Regions from separate parts of the Mus musculus genome. Here region 2 is linked to region 1. A link is a contact called in public promoter capture Hi-C data. All regions are on one chromosome and are shown on one strand. The core of a region is the stretch at or near the end of the contact, and the rest is flanking DNA. Distances in the headings are between cores, read along the strand shown. Region 1 holds the start of Cblif (cobalamin binding intrinsic factor). Region 2 holds the start of Osbp (oxysterol binding protein).

What was found. Promoter capture Hi-C pulls out the DNA fragments that hold promoters and counts their contacts.
Region 2: a promoter capture Hi-C map of embryonic stem cells shows a contact between it and region 1, with 2.3 times the contacts expected there. A contact is called at or near these places in 4 of 39 promoter capture datasets (the 3T3-L1 cell line, embryonic stem cells, liver and 1 more).

Annotation. Positions count from the first base shown.
Region 1 is chr19:11,746,012-11,749,409 of GRCm38.p6, forward strand. It overlaps Cblif (cobalamin binding intrinsic factor), which reads left to right and starts at 1,548. Exons shown (of 9, transcript NM_008118.3): 1 at 1,548-1,714; 2 at 2,416-2,592. The coding sequence starts at 1,636.
Region 2 is chr19:11,964,004-11,967,401 of GRCm38.p6, forward strand. It overlaps Osbp (oxysterol binding protein), which reads left to right and starts at 1,841. Exons shown (of 14, transcript NM_001033174.1): 1 at 1,841-2,293. The coding sequence starts at 1,938.

The DNA.
Region 1 (3,398 bases), core at 298-2,797:
AAAGAAGGGAGGAGCCCTGAGGATATTTGGAAGAGTATCCTTGGCAAGAAATGTCATGATATACAAAGGTAACAAGGAGCACAGCACAATGGATGTGCATGTCTGGAACAAAATAGGCCAGAGAAGTGGTTAGCAGTATGATTATAAAGGAAGCCAGCACATTAGTAGACTGACTTCAGTCAACACTGGAGCCAAGAAGTGGGAGTGGGTAGGTAGGGGAGCAGGACTTGTACAAAGCTCAAGTCTAAGTGAATCAAAGAACTCCACATAAAACCAGAGACAGTGAAATTAATAGAGGGTTAGGGTCACTTAGACTTGAGCTTTGTACAAGGAGATAGGAATGGATGGATTCGCATTCTTCTACATGATAACCGCCAGTTATGCCAGCACCATTTGTTGAAAAATGCTGTCTTTTTTCCACTGGATGGTTTTAACTCCCTTGTCAAAGATCAAGTTACCATAGGTGTATGGATTCATTTCTGGGTCTTCAATTCTATTCCATTGATCTTCAATTCTATTCCATTGATCTACCTGTCTGTCGCTGTACCAGTACCATGCAGTTTTTATCACAATTGCTCTGTAGTACAGCTTGAGGTCAGGCATGGTGATTCCCCCAGAGGTTCTTTTATTGTTGAGAGTAGTTTTTGCTATCCTAGGTTTTTTGTTATCCCAGATGAATTTACAAATTTCCCTTTCTAACTCAGTGAAGAATTGGAATTTTGATGGGGATTGCATTGAATCTGTAGATTGCTTTGGACAGGATAGTCATTTTGACTATATTAATTCTGCCAATCTATGAACATGGGAAATCTTTCCATCTTCTGAGATCTTCTTCAATTTCTTTCTTCAGAAACTTGAAGTTCTTTTTTTTTAAAGATTTATTTATTTTATGTATATGAGTACACTGTAGCTCTCTTCAGGCACACCAGAAAAGGGCATCAGATCCCATTACAAGTGGTCGTGAGCCACCATGTGGTTTCTGGGAATTGAACTCAGGACCTCTGGAAGAGCAGTCAGTGCTCTTACCCGCTGAGCTATCTCTCCAGCCCTTGAAGTTCTTATCATACAGGTCTTTCACTTCCTTAGTTAGAGTCACACTAAGGTATTTTATATTATTTGTGACTATTGTGAAGGGTGTTGTTTCCCTAATTTCTTTTTCATTCTGTTTATCCTTTGTGTAGAGAAAGGCCACTTATTTGAGTTAATTTTATATCCAGCTACTGCACTGAAGCTTAAACATCTAAGTCTTAATAAAAAATCATTGCAGATAAGCATCAGGAGGCTATTGGCATAGGAGAAGTCCTGTCTATAATCACACATTAGCCATATTTCCTACCTGTTACTAGGAGTTTGTTAAGAGACACTCATTGTCTTTGCTGCATTACCCAACCTTCAGGCTCATACCATTCTGCTACTTAGAAGTCACCTTTACATACCATGGAGGGCCTAGCCAGTAAGTAAACTCAGATAGGCAAATGGGAATGAGCTGTATCAAGGTAGGAGGGGTCAGCATAGGTAGCTAGGAGTGACTGGCTTTACAGCAGACTATTACAAAAATAAGTGCACACAGGAGAAGGTAGAGGAACACTTCACTAGCAAACACTAGTGTTCGTGGAAAGGGAGACGTGGACAGGCATGGCTTGGCTTACCCTCTACCTCCTAAGTGTTCTCTGGGCTGTGGCAGGAACCAGCACCCGTGCCCAGAGCTCTTGCTGTGAGTATAATGATTGTTCTGATGGGAAAGGAGCAGACCCCTCCAGGGGCAGAGATTTCAGGCACAGTTGTGCTGATGAAAATGAGGAGGAACAGCAGTCACTATAGGAGTATCAAAGAGGTGGACATAAGACAGGGCGGAGACATGTTCCATGGGCCGTCATCCATGGAAGCCATCTTTCATGACTTTAGAGCACAATTCTCTGAGAGTCAGATCAATGCATTTTTTTATTGAAAGAGACTGAATTATGACTTCAGGCATGTTGGTTGCTGGAACAAGGCCTATACTTAGTGGTAACTGAGAGCCCAAATATTTGCTGAGAACAAATTATGTCTCAAATCATCAAGAGTCTTCACGTAGAGGGAAGAGAGGAGGGAAATGAATATAAAAGAAATCAGTGACTTCTGGGAAGTGTTAGAAATCATGTTAATTACCTCTGAGCTGTACCACTCAGAGTTGGCACAGGAGAAATCACTTTAAATATAGAAATCACTGGAGAAAGTGTAAGAACTAATGCACCTCTAAAAAAAAATGTTGTTATTTTCTGTATTCCTCTTCTATTACTTGATCCCCAAAAGCTCTCAAGCCTTCTGCTAAAAGGCCTAAAAGACACAGAAATTCTGTTCCCGAGAAAGGGGCAGAGGACTGAGGAGAAAGAGGGATGAGTGATGATTTTTGTGTCATTGCTTTCCTCTTTTCAGCTGTGCCCCCAGATCAGCAACCCTGGGTCGATGGCCTACAAGCGCTCATGGAGAACTCGGTGACTGACTCAGACTTCCCAAACCCCAGCATCCTGATTGCCATGAACCTGGCCGGCGCCTACAACGTGGAGGCCCAGAAACTCCTGACTTACCAGCTCATGGCCAGTGACAGTGCAGGTTAGACACTGGAGCCCCTCCCTGCAACCTGAATCTTCCACGCACAGGCCACGCCCAGACCCCAGCTCTGTGTCATCGCCCACCCCAGAGCTACCTCTGATGACACTTCACTCACCCTACACAGCAGCAGGGCATCTGTACACATGAGACAGCAGAACTATCAGGAAAGGGGGCAGGCAGGGATGCTCAGGGAACAACATGGGGGCTTCTGATTCCAGACCTGCTGCTTATAAATAAGTCACCAGATGCCACTTATTCACCGAGCCCTCCAAGGACAAAAACAATAATAAATGACAGTAACAACAAAGTTTGGGGTCCACTTACTTCCCAGGAATTGCCTGAGGGTTCAAAGTGCATAACCAAGTTTACTTTCCACCTGTCAGCTTCCATGGACTTGTACAGACATTCTCACTTCTTTTATAAACAGATGCCAGGCATTGTTCTTTAGTGTATACTAATTATATAACGAGTTTCATTATGCAGTCATTGAGTCACACAGACAACACTAGATTCAATGTTTCCTCGGGAATTTGTTTCTGTATCTCCTTCTTTGGAAAAAGAAGAGTTTAAAATCCTGTGAGTACACTGTGAAAAATCCAAATCCCAGATGGGAGGCTGGGACACTCACCTGTCACCCCAGCTCTCAGCAGGAGCATCTCTGTGAGTTCCTGAGCAGCCAGGGATACAGAGTGAAACACTGTCTCAAAAAAACTAAGGGGGGGGGGTGTCAACTGGGAAATGGGCTAGTGAAACTGCTCTCAGGTACAAGGCTCTGTGGGTAAAGGCACTGGCTATGCAGGTTTCAC
Region 2 (3,398 bases), core at 591-3,090, 220 kb after region 1:
AGCTTTATTACAACTGCATGATTACAAAGGCCCCCCCTCCCTCTTTCCACTCCTTTCCTGTAAAGGTATTTAACCAAAGTGAGAAGCCAGGCTTTCCAAATCAGACTAGATTCACTCCTTCCTTCCTTCCTTCCTTCCTTCCTTCCTTCCTTCCTTCCTTCCTTCCTTCCTTCCTTCTTTCCATTTGAGACAGGATTTCTCTGTGTAGACTAGGCTGGCCTCGAACTCAGAGATCCACCCACCTCTATCTCTTCAGAGCTGGGATTAAAGGTATGTGCCGACACCTCCCAGCTTAGATTACTTCTTGATATTCATGAGGTAAATAGTTTTTTACAGTATCTAAAAGCAACTCCTAGGACTGGAGAGATGTTAACAGTTCCTGTTCTTCTAGAGAACTTGAGTTCTGTTCCCAGTATTCTTATGGGTTGGCTACCCACCAACTTTAGTTCCAGCTCCAGGGGATTTTATGCCCTCTGCTGGCATCCACAAGTACCTGCACTTAGGTGTACACACACACACACACACACACACACACACAAATCAGAAGAAATGAATAAATAAAAGTTAAACCCTATTCCTACTGCCAGGTCAAAAACTGCTACACTGTAATAGGTGTTAGATTCCCCAAAATGCAGGTTTTGGCTATTTTTGTAATAATAGTTCACAACAGCTCAATGCTGGACTAGTTACTGAAATTTGTGACCTCTAACACAGCTGTAATTAAGCTGATCAAATCTAATCATTCAACACCCAGTTCAAAACAAAACCCTAGCAATAAACAAGAGAATTAATTGTGTTTTTACCACACTAAACCTAACAAGGGCCTTTAGATTTGGAAAAGAGATATAAAGGTAGGTAGTAGGTCTTTGCCAATCTATTCTCCCCGTAAATAAGGTCGGCAACTAGATGGTCAGAATTAATAGAAGTGTATTAGAATCTAGAGTGAAGAGACAGAGGGTAGACCAGGAAAGGGAATGGGGTGAGGATTGGAGGAGTCGTGAGTCCAGGAGGGGGCCGAGGAAGCTCTCTCTGGGTTCTTCCGGAAGCAGGATATGAAAACGGAATCCCTAGGAGACCCAGGAACCATCCATCTCTCTTTATTAAGGCCATCTGCAAGTCTCAATTGAGAAGGAGGGAATTCCACAGCACACCCACATCAAGAGCATTTATAGAGACCCATCACTTCCTTAAAGCTGCAAACGTGCCTGCCCACTTGTGCATCCATGAATTTATTTGCTATCTCGGCCAACTGCAGCTTTCACTGACAATGTCCAGAACCAATCATCTCCAATCATAGCCCTGCCTCTCCACCGACAGGTGAAAGACATAGGTGTCAGCCAATAAAAAATAAGAATGAGTATGTGAAGGCTGGACTCTGCCCCATTTACTTCAATGCATTCAGTAATTGGTAGAAAGGTTTGAGCAGCTGATATCAACCACCAATCCGTAAGGGCGGAAGAGGATGAAGGGCAGCGCGATGGGCGGGGGTGACGTGGCAATGACAGAAGCATAAACTGTAATGACTGACGGAAGTACTAGCCATTCGGAGGCCAAACCGGCCGTGAGCTCTGCATTCTCCCGTCCTCGGACTTCGGAAAGCCACCAATGATTTTGTAGCCCTGCCTGATTGGCTTTCCTGTTAGCCAATCGAAAGCAGGCCTGGAGGACGCGTCGCGCCTTGAGCTTCTCACTGGGCGGAGTAGCATGACAGGCCCGAGAGAAATGCCAATGTCCGCGGGGTCTTCCGCAAGTGACACTTGGCGGCACCAATCGCCGCCCTCCTTCCCGGCAGTCGAGCCCTCCTTCCCGCGGCGGGGCTGGCGGGGCGGGGACGCTGCGCGGCGGCGGCTGAAGCGCTAGCCGTGTTGGGCGCTCCGGGCGGCGGCGGCGGAGCTCGTAGGCGGTTCCGGTCGTGTCTCTCCGGGCGGCGGCGGCTCATGGCGGCGACCGAGCTGAGAGGAGTGGTGGGGCCGGGCCCGGCAGCCATCGCGGCTCCGGGCGGCGGCGGCGCGGGTCCACCCGCGGTGGGAGGCGGCGGCGGACGCGGGGACGCGGGGCCCGGCCCCGGGGTGGCGGCCGCGACGGCGGCGACGGCGGGCGGCCCGGGCCCCGGGGCCGGAGGAGTGGCGGCAGGCGGCCCGGGCTCTGCACCGCCAGCCGCGGGCTCGGGCGGTTCGGGCGCCGGGGGCTCGGGCTCGGCTAGAGAGGGCTGGCTCTTCAAATGGACCAATTACATCAAAGGCTACCAGCGGCGATGGTTCGTGCTGAGCAACGGGCTCCTAAGCTACTACAGGTAACTGCTTCCGGGGCGCCACGCTCACCTGGCCTCCCCCCCTGTGCAGCCCACAGACCCGCGCTGTCACTCTCCGCCGGCTGGCTTCACTGCCAAGGTCGCCCTGGGTCGCTGTCTGTCACCTGCACAGGTTGACAGCTTGCAGAAGTCAGAACCTGCAGATTTGACACACTGCTCTTGTCTCCGCTGTCACCCGCCCCTAGTGCCTCATCTGCCTCCATCCCTGGGTCTTTCCTGTCAGCAATTGTTTGGAGAGCATCTGCTCTGCCATTGTATTTCCGCTACCACGTGGGTGCAATCGCTAATTCTGCAAGTAAGGCACTGTTGTGAAGCTGGAGGGGCACAGACAGCGCGAGCCCGGGCACTGTCCCTCAGGAACTTACAGTGGAAGTTACAACTCCTAACTTTTTGTGCTCTAGTCTCTAAAATTTAATGTTTCTGATACACCCTTGATATACCTGCCCATGTCTACTCAGAATACACATTCCGACATCAGAATACCACACACAGGGAGACTTTGGGATTCTGTCCACCATATGTCTTACCTCTTCAAGCATGCGCGTACTTTCTCGGTCTAGACAGTCCACAATAGAGATGTGTACTCTACCATAGCTTTTACTTTTGCCTGCCCCACCTCTTCCCATGGGAATGACTGTCTTATCCAGCAGTCACCGTGCACCTTTTAGTTTTATTTAAGATTAAGTTTTATTAAAGGAAGAACACATGTTTTTGAAATGATTGTTAAGGTTTCACAGTGCTTATTTTGGTATGGTTAATGTATACTTACTGTGACTCATAGCATGGTCATAACATGTCACACTTCGGGGCTTATATTACTAGACAGAGGTGTTGAGAGGTGATTGGAGGACAGGTTATAAGCTTTCCCAACAGCCTTGCATTGTGGCTGGATGTCTTACATGCAACTGTTCATTTAGTGCGCATAGATCTCCTATCTCCCTGGGAGTTAGGACATGTTCCCATGTTCTTGACAAGAAAGCAGACTCAGCATGCGCAGCTCTCCCAGGGTCTTGGAGAAATCAGGATTTGAAACTACTCTTCATACTTTAAAACCTAAAACCTAGGTTAGTGCTACGTGAACCAGTTA